Linked DNA regions of Danio rerio: region 1 is linked to region 2. A link is a contact called in public HiCAR-type data. All regions are on one chromosome and are shown on one strand. Each heading gives the region's core, a stretch centred on a gene start, on an enhancer-like site or on the middle of the called end of the contact. The rest is flanking DNA. Distances are from core to core; before and after follow the strand shown. Region 1 has its middle 56 kb from the start of btbd3b. Region 2 overlaps sptlc3 (serine palmitoyltransferase, long chain base subunit 3).

The links. HiCAR-type assays count read pairs that join an accessible place to other places.
Region 1: a HiCAR-type map of caudal fin shows a contact between it and region 2, with 4 times the contacts expected there. The contact joins two enhancer-like sites. A contact is called at or near these places in 4 of 18 Hi-C or Micro-C datasets (caudal fin, embryo, fibroblasts and 1 more) and 1 of 4 datasets of contacts at active chromatin or transcription factors (caudal fin).

Annotation. Positions count from the first base shown.
Region 1 is chr13:38,561,988-38,567,456 of GRCz12tu, reverse strand. No RefSeq gene overlaps it. Among named protein-coding and RNA genes, the nearest start is that of btbd3b, 56 kb to the right of the region's middle. Within about 2 kb of position 2,601, at least 2 of the 62 cell types and tissues checked have an H3K27ac peak or open chromatin away from gene starts, as enhancers often do. A contact at or near this core is called in caudal fin, where this site is marked.
Region 2 is chr13:38,275,925-38,281,518 of GRCz12tu, reverse strand. All of the region lies in intron 8 of sptlc3 (serine palmitoyltransferase, long chain base subunit 3), which reads left to right. Among named protein-coding and RNA genes, the nearest start is that of ism1, 30 kb to the right of the region's middle. Within about 2 kb of position 4,273, at least 11 of the 62 cell types and tissues checked have an H3K27ac peak or open chromatin away from gene starts, as enhancers often do. A contact at or near this core is called in caudal fin, where this site is marked.

The DNA.
Region 1 (5,469 bases), core at 1,352-3,851, 290 kb before region 2:
CATCCAGGTTAAGTTCCTGGAGGAGTTTCTAAACTCATAGAGCTGGGTGCACCTCTGAAAGGATCCGGTGGACTCTGATACGGCTCCAAACAAATCAACGCTGTTTTTCAGCCTTCATAAAGCACATAAACACAGCTATTCTCTCAATAAAATCCATGTTAGCCATTTAGCAACGAAGCTAGACTCACTGGGCAGACCGAAGCCCTGCCCATCACACGAATCCATGTCTGTTGCGAAGTGAATTTGATGCACGAATGAAGCATGTAAACTCAAAATGTTCACATGCCTATTTACGCGCGAATAGAGTAATTTATCTGCGTCTGGTGTGAACATAGCATTAGACATATTGGGCTCTATTTTAACAATCTAGAAGTCTAAAGCGCATGGCGCAAAATCATTAAGGGCAAGTCTTAATACACATTTTCTATTTTAAGGACAGAAAAATATGCTCTATGCCAAGGTGCATGATCTAACAGGGTTGTGCTTATACTCTTAATTAGCTATTGGTGTGTTTTTAGCATAATGTGCTTTAAACCGGTCTCACATTTGCTATTTACATGGCGGACTTTGTAAGTGGAAAAACTGAATGCTTAACTAGTGAGAAAACACTTAAACAGACCATCAGCAGCACGAGGATAAAGAATGAGCCTCCATTTGGTGTCTTTACTTTTTCTTTAGTTTCCTTTTACTTTTTATTCCTTTACTTTCATGGAGTAAGGCACCCTACTGAAGACATGCATTAGCCTACATATTTAATTTAGTTTGTTAAGCACAAAGATTTGTTTCAAAACTATTTCTAAATTCAGTTCTAATTTCCAGCAAACAAATAAAGGAACACTAATAATTAAGTGTGTATTCTCACCAAAACCCAACAGGTGGACAAATCTAAACTTTATTCATTGATTAATTTTCTTTTCAGCTTAGTCCCTTGATTAATCTGGGTTTGCCACAGCGGAATGAACCACCAACTTATCCAGCATATGTTTTACGCAGCGGATGCCCTTCCAGCTGCAACCCATCACTAGGAAACATCCATACACACTCATACTTTATGTTCAATTTTGGCATACTGAAATTCACCTATACCGCATGTGGGGGAAACCCACCACTGTGGGGGAAACCGTAGCACCCAAAGGAAGCTCACGCGAACAAGGAGAGAACATGCACATTCCACACAGAAATGCCAACTGGCCCAGCCGAGGTTCAAACCAGTGACCTTCTTGCTGTAAGCCGATCGTGCTATTCACTGCGCCACTGCGTCGCCCCCAAATTATTAAAAAATAAATAATACTGCTAATAATAAAAACATTATACAAATGCAAATTGTTATGAATAAACTGAAAAAAAGCCCCAGACATGATGAAGGCTTAGAAGCAGTGGTTTTTATATTTTTCAGTTTCTAAAAATAGCAACATGGCAACAATGCTCCTTAACAAACCTCCTTTATAGACCGGCAGACCCATGAGTCCACAAAGTGGCGCAAATGAATTTGCTATTTAAACAACGTGACACAAAACATGAAAGTTAGAGTTGCAGTGGTCTGAAAATAGCAGCAAATCATGACCAACACGTCTTGTGCCTTATTGCGCTGGGTGTATGATAGGGCCCATTAAGTCATCATAATGATGACTTTTAAAAGATTGTAATATGTCTGTATTCACAGTCCATCGTGTGGTGTCATTAAGTCAGTTTTTGATCATTTCAACTTTTTATGTTATAATTATGACTTTTTCATTTGAAATTTTATTTTATTACTTCGAGTATGGCATGATTTTCATTTTTATGCCTGCTATTTTATATTCTTAAATGGCAGAAATAGGTTTCCATAGATTAAAGTTTATTAGTGTTTAAATCATATAAGCAGCAACAATAGAAATCTCAGAACAAAAGACAGTTTTTATTTTTATGACTTGTTTTAAGTACAGAATATGCTGAACTAACATCTTTTTAGTGTTTTAGTAGATTTAATCAAAGAAATGTTAAAAGACCCACACACACAGAGAAAGTGTGACAGATGTGCTAATTTAGCCCCATATATTAATGCCTCTGTGGACCCCGTGTATCCGGTCTTGTGGTTGAACCTTGTGGGCTTCATTGTAAGCCTATTAATAAGAGCTTGGGCATTCTAACTGGCATGTGGGACCCGCAAATGAAGGGAGGTGACCTGACCCATGCCCTCTTGACCTCTGTGGTGGAATTATGTGGTCATGTGAATCCAACTGTGGGAGATGAAGAAAGTCTCAAGGAAAGGAATTGCTCTGTAAGTACAGTGCGTGATTCATTTGACCATTGTTCAAAATGTGTTCACAGACTCAATTCTTCTCTAGAAATGTAACTTGCATGAACACTAATCTAAGGTACAACTAATGCATCCATCAAAACGGTCACATCTGTCATCGAATATGCCTTCAGTGTATCAGCCCATGGGAAGTGTAAAACAATCAACAGGAAGTGTCCATCCAAAGCTAATACGATGAAGATAAAACATGATTTAGCTGCACAAACCGTTCACACAAGGGAGGGCAATACAAACACACTTTCATAAACAGTACTGCTGGCAAGGAAAGAAAGACATTGTGGGATTCTCAGTAGCCTACACCCTTCCCCACCCGCTCCAGTCATGACATGCCTCCTAAAAATGCTCGCTTTATTTTCTTTTTGATAAAGAAAACAACTGACGCAGCAAAATAAAAACAATCATAAGAATGACGAGGAGAGGATTGATTTATAATAATAGCTCATAACTAGTTCAAAAACGCAGAGGAAGAAATTATATAAAGTGTGGGAAGAGATATTAATTACTTCAGTCATGTGCTTAATTTTGCGGAAGTGAAAGGAGCAGTGTAACCATTTGAGCCTAAAACAAGGTTGTTGTTTTTTTGTATTCTGATAAAATTCTGATACCTTTTAAAAAATCTATGCCCAAAACATAACCAAAACACACACACAACTATCTTTATGTGGACTTCTCATAGACGTAATGATTTTTATTCTGTACAAATTGTGTATTATATCCGCTTATTCTAATCCTAACTGTCCGTAAAACACTCACAGGAAACATTTTGCATTTTTAAAAACTACTGTGGGTGATTTATGAGCCGTTTACCTCATGGGGAAAAAAATCCACCCATAAAGACAAAATTTACTGGTATTGTTATACTTTTGGGGACATTTGGAACCCACAACGTAGGGAATACAAGTTGCAATATGTTGTAGATTATTAAAGACACAAACCCTTCACTGCATGACAGCTGCACCTTTAGTAAACCTCATAATTCCTGCAGCACAAGGACATTATGGTTGTTTATGAGCATTGAAAGTGGCTGGTCTGTTAGCTAAATATTTGACTGCGTGTCACCGCATCCCAAACGACTAAAACAATACAACTAAAGAAATGTCCACGGTGCTTAGAGAAAGCACTTACTGAACAGCACATCACCGATGAGCTGCCCATAAGCGTGCCCATGCCCGAATCTAATGTGAGTGCGGGCTGTCGGGGGAGACGGGAGGGAGGACAAGCGTGCTTCAGCCCGGTTCAAGGTAACTGTACATAGTGTGAGAACGCCCTAATAATAAAATAGACCATCAAAATTAGGTATTACCAAGTCTACGGTCTAAAGTCAAAAGGTAACCGTGCCTTCTGTGTTGTGGCCCCAAGAATCTGGAACTCTCTCCCTCTAGCACAGAGAACTCAGGGGTCAGTTGAACTTTTTGAAAAGCAGTTAAAGACGTATCTTTTTGGTCAAGCCTTTAATTAACAGTATGGTGAGCTAGTTTTGCATTGGTGTTACTGTACTTGGGTTTTTAACTTGTTTTATTATGTTTTATTTTATTGAAATGTGTTCTTTTACCTTTTTTCTGATTTTTGTAAAGCACTTTGTGACAATGTCTGTGAAAGGTGCTATATAAATACACCTCTACTTACAAAATACTACACTTAAATGCATTGACACATGAATTCTGCTAATTGTGCTATTGTTCTTATTTCTCACAGCAGTTCTTCAAACCCAACCAGACCTGTCATCTGTATACGGAGAACCTGAGGATGCCACAGCATGAATATTCCCATCATCACAGCAGGCACTGCTCCAATACACCGACTGTCAGACATAGCTGCTAAAGTTTATGAAGCAGAAACATTTGCCACATGCAGACGTATAGCGCATTTCTGAGGAATCGCCTTCCCCCTGGCCCAAAACCTCCATGTATGCATTCTGTGAGGATCTGAAGCCAGTAAAAATAGTTTGGCCTCTTTTAGGGGAAAGAAGTTTCTCTTTAACAAACTGAGGGGGCAGCTCTGCATTTCAGAGTTGTTTTTTTGGGGGGTGTTGAAGCAAAGTGAGGGTGGCTGTGGCTTTTCGGGGCTTTCTGGCAGTCTGTGCTTCAACTTAACAGCCAGTGCAATACATCCAGAGGACATAAAATGGTATGTGTGCGCACCACATTCGAAGACTATATCAGTTAAGTCTGCAGGACCGTTGATGTATCGTTTAACATGGACACGTTTATCCTTGTAATGCACACGATGTGTATTGTTAGTGTCAGTTGATATTTAAATATAAACCCAAAGCATTTGGAGCGTATGGTGTGTGTGTATGGAGTTAAACAGCTGCAGACAATCGATCCAAGTACACACAATTTAGCCGTCTATCCTTTCACTCCCTCTCTACATGCGAATGAGTCATCCAAAGCAAGGACATGTAGACATTTAGATATCTGCCAAGTTCCCTAATGACCTGCAATGACAATCTTGTTTCCATTTACTCCAAACATCACTGCACAGACTCACAAGCAGCGTCCAAAATTCTTCACTAAAGATGATGGAAAGCAGGGGGTTATCAACAACATATGTGATTTAAGCATATATGAATTTTTAGATCAGTACTTATAGGAGGAAGATGTTCTAGTTCTAGTTGGCTGACCCTCGAATCTTACAGTAACACCCCTGGGCGTCTGTTCTGTTTTTAGGATTGTAGATATGACCAACTCCGGTCTTGCAGATAAGCAGAAGCAGACATCTGTCTCTGAACTCAGCACTTCCAGGTTCATCTCTCTCCCATCTGCCCCCATGACACGAGCCCCTCTCCTGCCTACCCGACATTTAAAGAGCTCCTGGCATTTGTTTGAAGTTAGCATAGGCATTAGCTCTGGTTTCCTGCTTCAAATCCCCATGCAGGCCCAATAAAAGGGTTGTAAGTTTAAAATTCACTAAGGTGGATTACGCTCGTTACAAAAATGTAATACAAACAAACTTGGCATTTACTGACTATTATGAAGAAATATCTAGCACCCGCTGACCTCTCCCCTCATGAGGCTTTACGCTTAGTCAGAGATGTCTATTCAGACAGACCTCCTTGTAATCTGACCAGTTAAACGATGCCGCCAAGTTAAGGACAGTCATACTTTACAATAAAAGTATTGTTTATATATAAGTAAAAGTGAAAGCAAATTATATGGTGTATAGTTTTC
Region 2 (5,594 bases), core at 3,024-5,523:
TTTACTCAACATGCATACCATTCCCCAGACTCAAACACACGGTCTGGTTTCATGATGTAAAACTACATATGTTCCCCAAATGTCAGTCACAGTCCTGTCATACCTCCTCTCTCATCTCATTACTCCATTAAAAAAGACCACTTCACTTCATAACCACATCACGGACATGGCAGTTGATTATAAAAGACTGAAAACGACTGCAGGCTTTTTGAATTACAGATACTTTGGAGAACAGAGAGAAAGAGAGAGAGAGAGAGAGAGAGAGACCCTGTACATGTGTTGTGTAATAATAGTTGTTTAATAAGGTGAGACTGTTGGACGATTGCCAGGTCAGTTTTATGGCACAAATCAGAATTGCAGGTTTGGACAGGATGCTTCTTAAATGGCACTAGGCTGTAATCTATACCACTCTTCAAAGTTTTGAGGTCAGTATAGGATTTTTAAAAACGTTTTTTAACTTAGCAAAGCTACATTTATTTGACTGACATTGTAATAGCATTGAATATAACTTTTCTCTATATGAATGTTTTTACTTTTTTTTACAATTTAACAATTAACAATTTACAATTAACAATTTTACAATTACTTTTATTTATATATTAAAGCTGAATTTTTAAACATTCTAATATACTGACCTCAAAGCTGAAAACAGTTCTACTTAATATTATTTTGTGGTACAAGTTATTGATTTTAGCATTGTTAGATGAATAGAATATGATCAAAAGAACAGCATTTATTATAAAAAATCTTTTGTTTTTTCATTTAATATATATTTTTAAATGGTCTAGTGATTTGAGAAGGCTTCGCTTGTTTTATTATTGGATGAATCAGTGTTTTTGAATAAATCTCTTGAATGATTTAGTGAGAAATATAAATTTGAAAGGCTGCTTGCCAAGTACTGGCATAATAGTGTATTTTAATTATAATGTTTGGTGAACTATACTATGCAGATTAAAAGAATACAGCAGCAGTTGTGTAACCGCCGTCTCTAGGTCAAAAATATGTGAATTACGGTTAATAGGATTAGGACTGCTGTGTGTTTGTATCAGAATCATGATCTTTAAATAATGAAATATAAAGCATTAGTGTATTTAATATCCTAGCAATTTCACCACAATATAATATAAGCAAAAAAAACAACATTGAGCAATTCATAGCATTGCTATGGCTTAATAAAATCATAAGCATTGATAAATACAACAGAGCAAAGAAACAATTCAAATCAACAGTGCTCAGTTTTCTGGGAGTCGAGCAAACTAGAAGGTAGACAACATGAATAATCAAATGTAAAACAAGACTGAATAGTCTTTATCGTATACATACATAAATAGTTACAGACATTATCATTTCTTTTCCCAAACATCTATTAATTGAATAAATATTTTAAAATTTATATTAGAGAATATTTGGGTTCAGGAAATATATGAAGGGAAACATTTAGAAAGGTGTCTTCTGCAGGATGCTTTTTAAATATCATTCATTAAAAGAAACTTATATTACTTTTAATCAGTGTCAGTGTTACGATTGTAAATAATTTATTCATTTTCCTTCAGCTTAGTTTCTTATATATCAGGGGTTGTCACTGCGGAAGGAATCACCAACTAATCCGGTGTATGTTTTATGCAGCAGATGCCCTTCCAGCTGCAACCCTGTACTGGGAAACACCCATACACTCTCACATGCACGCGCACACATACTCATACTCACACTAGAGTCAATTTAGTTAATCTAATTCACCTATACTACGTCTTTAAACCGTGGGGGAAACCGGAGGAAACCCATGCCAACACAGGGAGAACATGCAAACTCCACACAGAAATACCAACTGGCCCAGCCAGGACTCAAACCAGAGATCATCTTGCTGTGAGGCAACAGTTCTAACCACTGAGCCACCGTGTCGCATTGTAAATTGTAAATTGTAAATTGAATATTTAATACAGGTGTTTCCATGAATGTAGCTAATGTTGCTGATATGACATTAAAACAAACATTGATTCAAAATAAATGAATAAATGATTGTGCTTTAAACAGACTTGAAATGCTTACAATCACAAGCCTTTAAAATGATACAACTTTTGGCAACATTGCGGAGTCACTTCAATGTGTAAGTGTGTAACTGAATCTACAGTTCAGAACGCACGGGACTCGTGGATTAATAACTTTTGAACTTGTTGGTTAATACAACATTTATAACAATTGCAGAGAGATTGCCTCTCGCGTTATTCAGATCATATGTATGAAAGCATTTAGGCTTCCCTGTAAAATATAATGATGATGGAAAAAGTTGTTGTGGGACCTATCTAAATGCTTTCTTAGGTCATTAATTGAAGGTGTTTTCTGTCACTGTTTGTTTAGCCTGCATAATTCATTCAGTGTAAAGCTACACAATCAAACATTAAAACAGCGTGATCTCAATTTAAACCTGCGCAACATAAATGATAAATAATAATTATCTGCATATGTTTGTTAATCCTTCAAAGCGCTGCATTTAAATCTGCGTTTGATCGAAAGAGATTCAGTTTTTACACTTTTTCAGTGAGCTACAAACAATTAAATATTACAGAAGTACCTGGGAGAACAGTTTATAGTTCATATATAAACACTGATGTTTATGGTGAAGATTAAAATCACAGTTTAATGGAACTTGATGCTGGTGAATGTTGTAGTAATAACATTGTATAACCAATGGGTGGTGACAAACAACCATCAAAATGATGTCATTGAATAGGTTTTTAAAAATTATAATAAAACATGAAGTTTTATGTGTAAAATGTTGAATCATTAATTGAAAATAAATATGATCTATTGTACAAGATGTTTAGCATTATCAGCAACAGTAGCAAAGATCATTTTTCATATGGAATAGTTTCCTTTTTTGTCAGCTGGTTCTTTCTTGATTTTTATTTTTTAATAAAATTACAGGTTCTAAGTTCTGTTTGTTAAAACCAATGCTTTTTTTGCAGTAATATTTTTGTATAAATGGAAAGCTTTTGACATTTGTCTCCTCTCTTTTCAGCTGATCCGTAAAATGGTCCGATCTGTGACTCAAAAACCGTAGTGTGATCCAAACTCTGAGATTTGTGATCCATTACACCACTAGAATTCACACTCTGCAATATTGAGGTTTAAACAATGTATTATGCAGACCTACTTTTTAATCATAATTAGTCATAATAAAAAAAAAAAAAACTCATATTCCCTTCAGTAAGATTGACAGTTTATTTTTAATAATGGTGCCCAGAAGCTGCAGAGCAAACCAGCTGTGAGGACAGTGTACACAGGCGCAGTGGGAGGTTGGCCAAACGGCTCCAGCCAGTCCTTCGCTCCACAGATGTGGGTGGATTTCGGACACGTTCTCTTAACTGACTTATCTTACGCCGTTTCCCCAAAGCTCCCAGGACCTAAAGCTCTGCAGATCTTGCACTCTAAGTGGAAGCAGATGTTTGATTTGCAGATTTTTCCCCCCCTTCTAAAAAGCCCATCGCCCCCGTCCTCAAAGTAGAGGACACATCTGGATGCAGAGGCCCATGTGCCTCCCTCCCCTCGCCCCTCCACATGGATGCAGATGTCGGAGGACACAGATTAAGAGCTGGAGATTGGACTGCTCAGCTTTATCGGCTGCTGCTATGGAGCCTTTTAACGGATGCAGAAACGACTGGGAACTAAGTCTGGAAGAAATAGTTTAAGTAGCAGAATGCGTCACATCACTGATCAACAGCTTCTGTTTGTGTGGAAAACATTGTATTGGTGCCCACCCAAGGCTGAAAGCATGACCTGAACGTTAGGGGGGAGGGGTCTAAATGCTAGGTCTAAATTTATTTGGAACTATTAGCAGAATTGTCCTAAAATATGTGCACACACAATTTTTATTAGTGTTTTTTGTGTACAGAATTACACAAATTACACCATATTTTAAAAATTCTAGACAGCAAAATGTGAGGCATTATGTCAAGTGATTTGTAGTTAAAATATTTAAAAGGTTAGTTCACCCAAAATTAAAAATTCTGTCATCTTTTACTCTCATTTAACATTCCAAATCAGTTTGAGTTTGTATTCAACCTTTGTCTTTTTTAGTATATGATTTTCCTGCTATGGATGTAAATGGTTTCATGTTTCCAGCTTTCTTGAAAATATCATTTTTAGTGTTCAACAGAATAAAGAAATAGAGAGTAAATAGTAAGTAAATGCGCATTTTTGGGTGAATTATGCCATTAAAGTGGTCAATAAGAGTGGATCAGTAAGTGTTTGTTTGCAGTGTAGTTTCATCTCCCTCTAGTGGTGTGTTTTGGACTGTACAGTGTTTTGGTTCATTTACTCTTGCAAGTAGGTGGCATTTTAAATAGCTTACTACTGGTTCAGCTCTGAGGTTAAATATCTTACCTCAAGTGCACAATACAATTCTCACGGATCACCTACTCCGCTTAAAACTTACAGATTAATCTTTGTAAAATCAAAGTCGAATTGACTGTTCAGCTTGGAGTTTGATTGACAGTTGAGCTGACCAATCAAAATGCAGATAGTGTGTGCCGCCTTTGTGCAGACCCTTTTCACAAGACTGTTATGACGCGTTTAACAGTCATTGAACTGTTATTTACTATCTTGATTTTTACTGTTAATGAAGTCTCTCAAAACTGTAAAAAATGTAAAAGCTTTGTCTATTGTAAGCTATTATGAATCTGTTTTTGGCGTATTGTGAATGTCTTCCTTTTGTTTTTGTTTTGTTTTGTTTTGTTTTTTTAATTTCAATTATCTCTGGATTTTTTGTTTGTTGCCTGTTTTGAAGTAAATTGCTAATGCATTAAATAAATTAATTACGCTTAACCTGAAAATTTCTATCTATTTATGTAGGTATTATATAATCTTTGCGTCAAAAAACAAATTACTCCTTGCGAGGTGTTTGTAATGCAGCATCTTTGGGGCTGAGAAAAAATTTGACATTATTCTCTCCTCTGGCTGCTGTCATCAGTCCGACACTATTTTCTCCTTTTTCTGAAAGTCTTGATAACACCATTATGGCATTTTTCTTTTATTATTTCAGTAAATAGTATTGTAATAAAATATTTGTTGTACCATTTAGTTCGCTCTAAGTTTACACAACTATGACGACTTCTGCTGCTCAGAAAGCTGTAAATGTGAAAAGGGTCTATTTTGTCTGACAACAACACATACAGTAAATAGATTAACATTGGTGGACCTGAATTTAAAAAGGTTTTCACATGAGAAAGGGTGGAAAATATACAAAATTGGTGTCTATTCTGGTCCTAAAAATACATATTGGAAAGTTGTTGACAGAGACCTAGACAACAGAAAGTGCTCCATGTGTGTTTTCTTTATTTTACACCAGCACAGCACAGTGTTATTTACCATAAAATTATTGTAATATATTACTTAGTCTAATGTCAGTATTCATTTCTTTATTTAATTTACTATATTTTAGAATTGATTTTATTAAATTAAGTTAGAAATAAGTTGCACTGTAAACAATTTTTGTAAATGACAGTATTTAACTGTAATATGAACTATATTTTACTGTTGGACAGTTTTGCAGTATGTTACTGTATTTTAAAGTTGCATTGTGAAAATTACTGTGTATT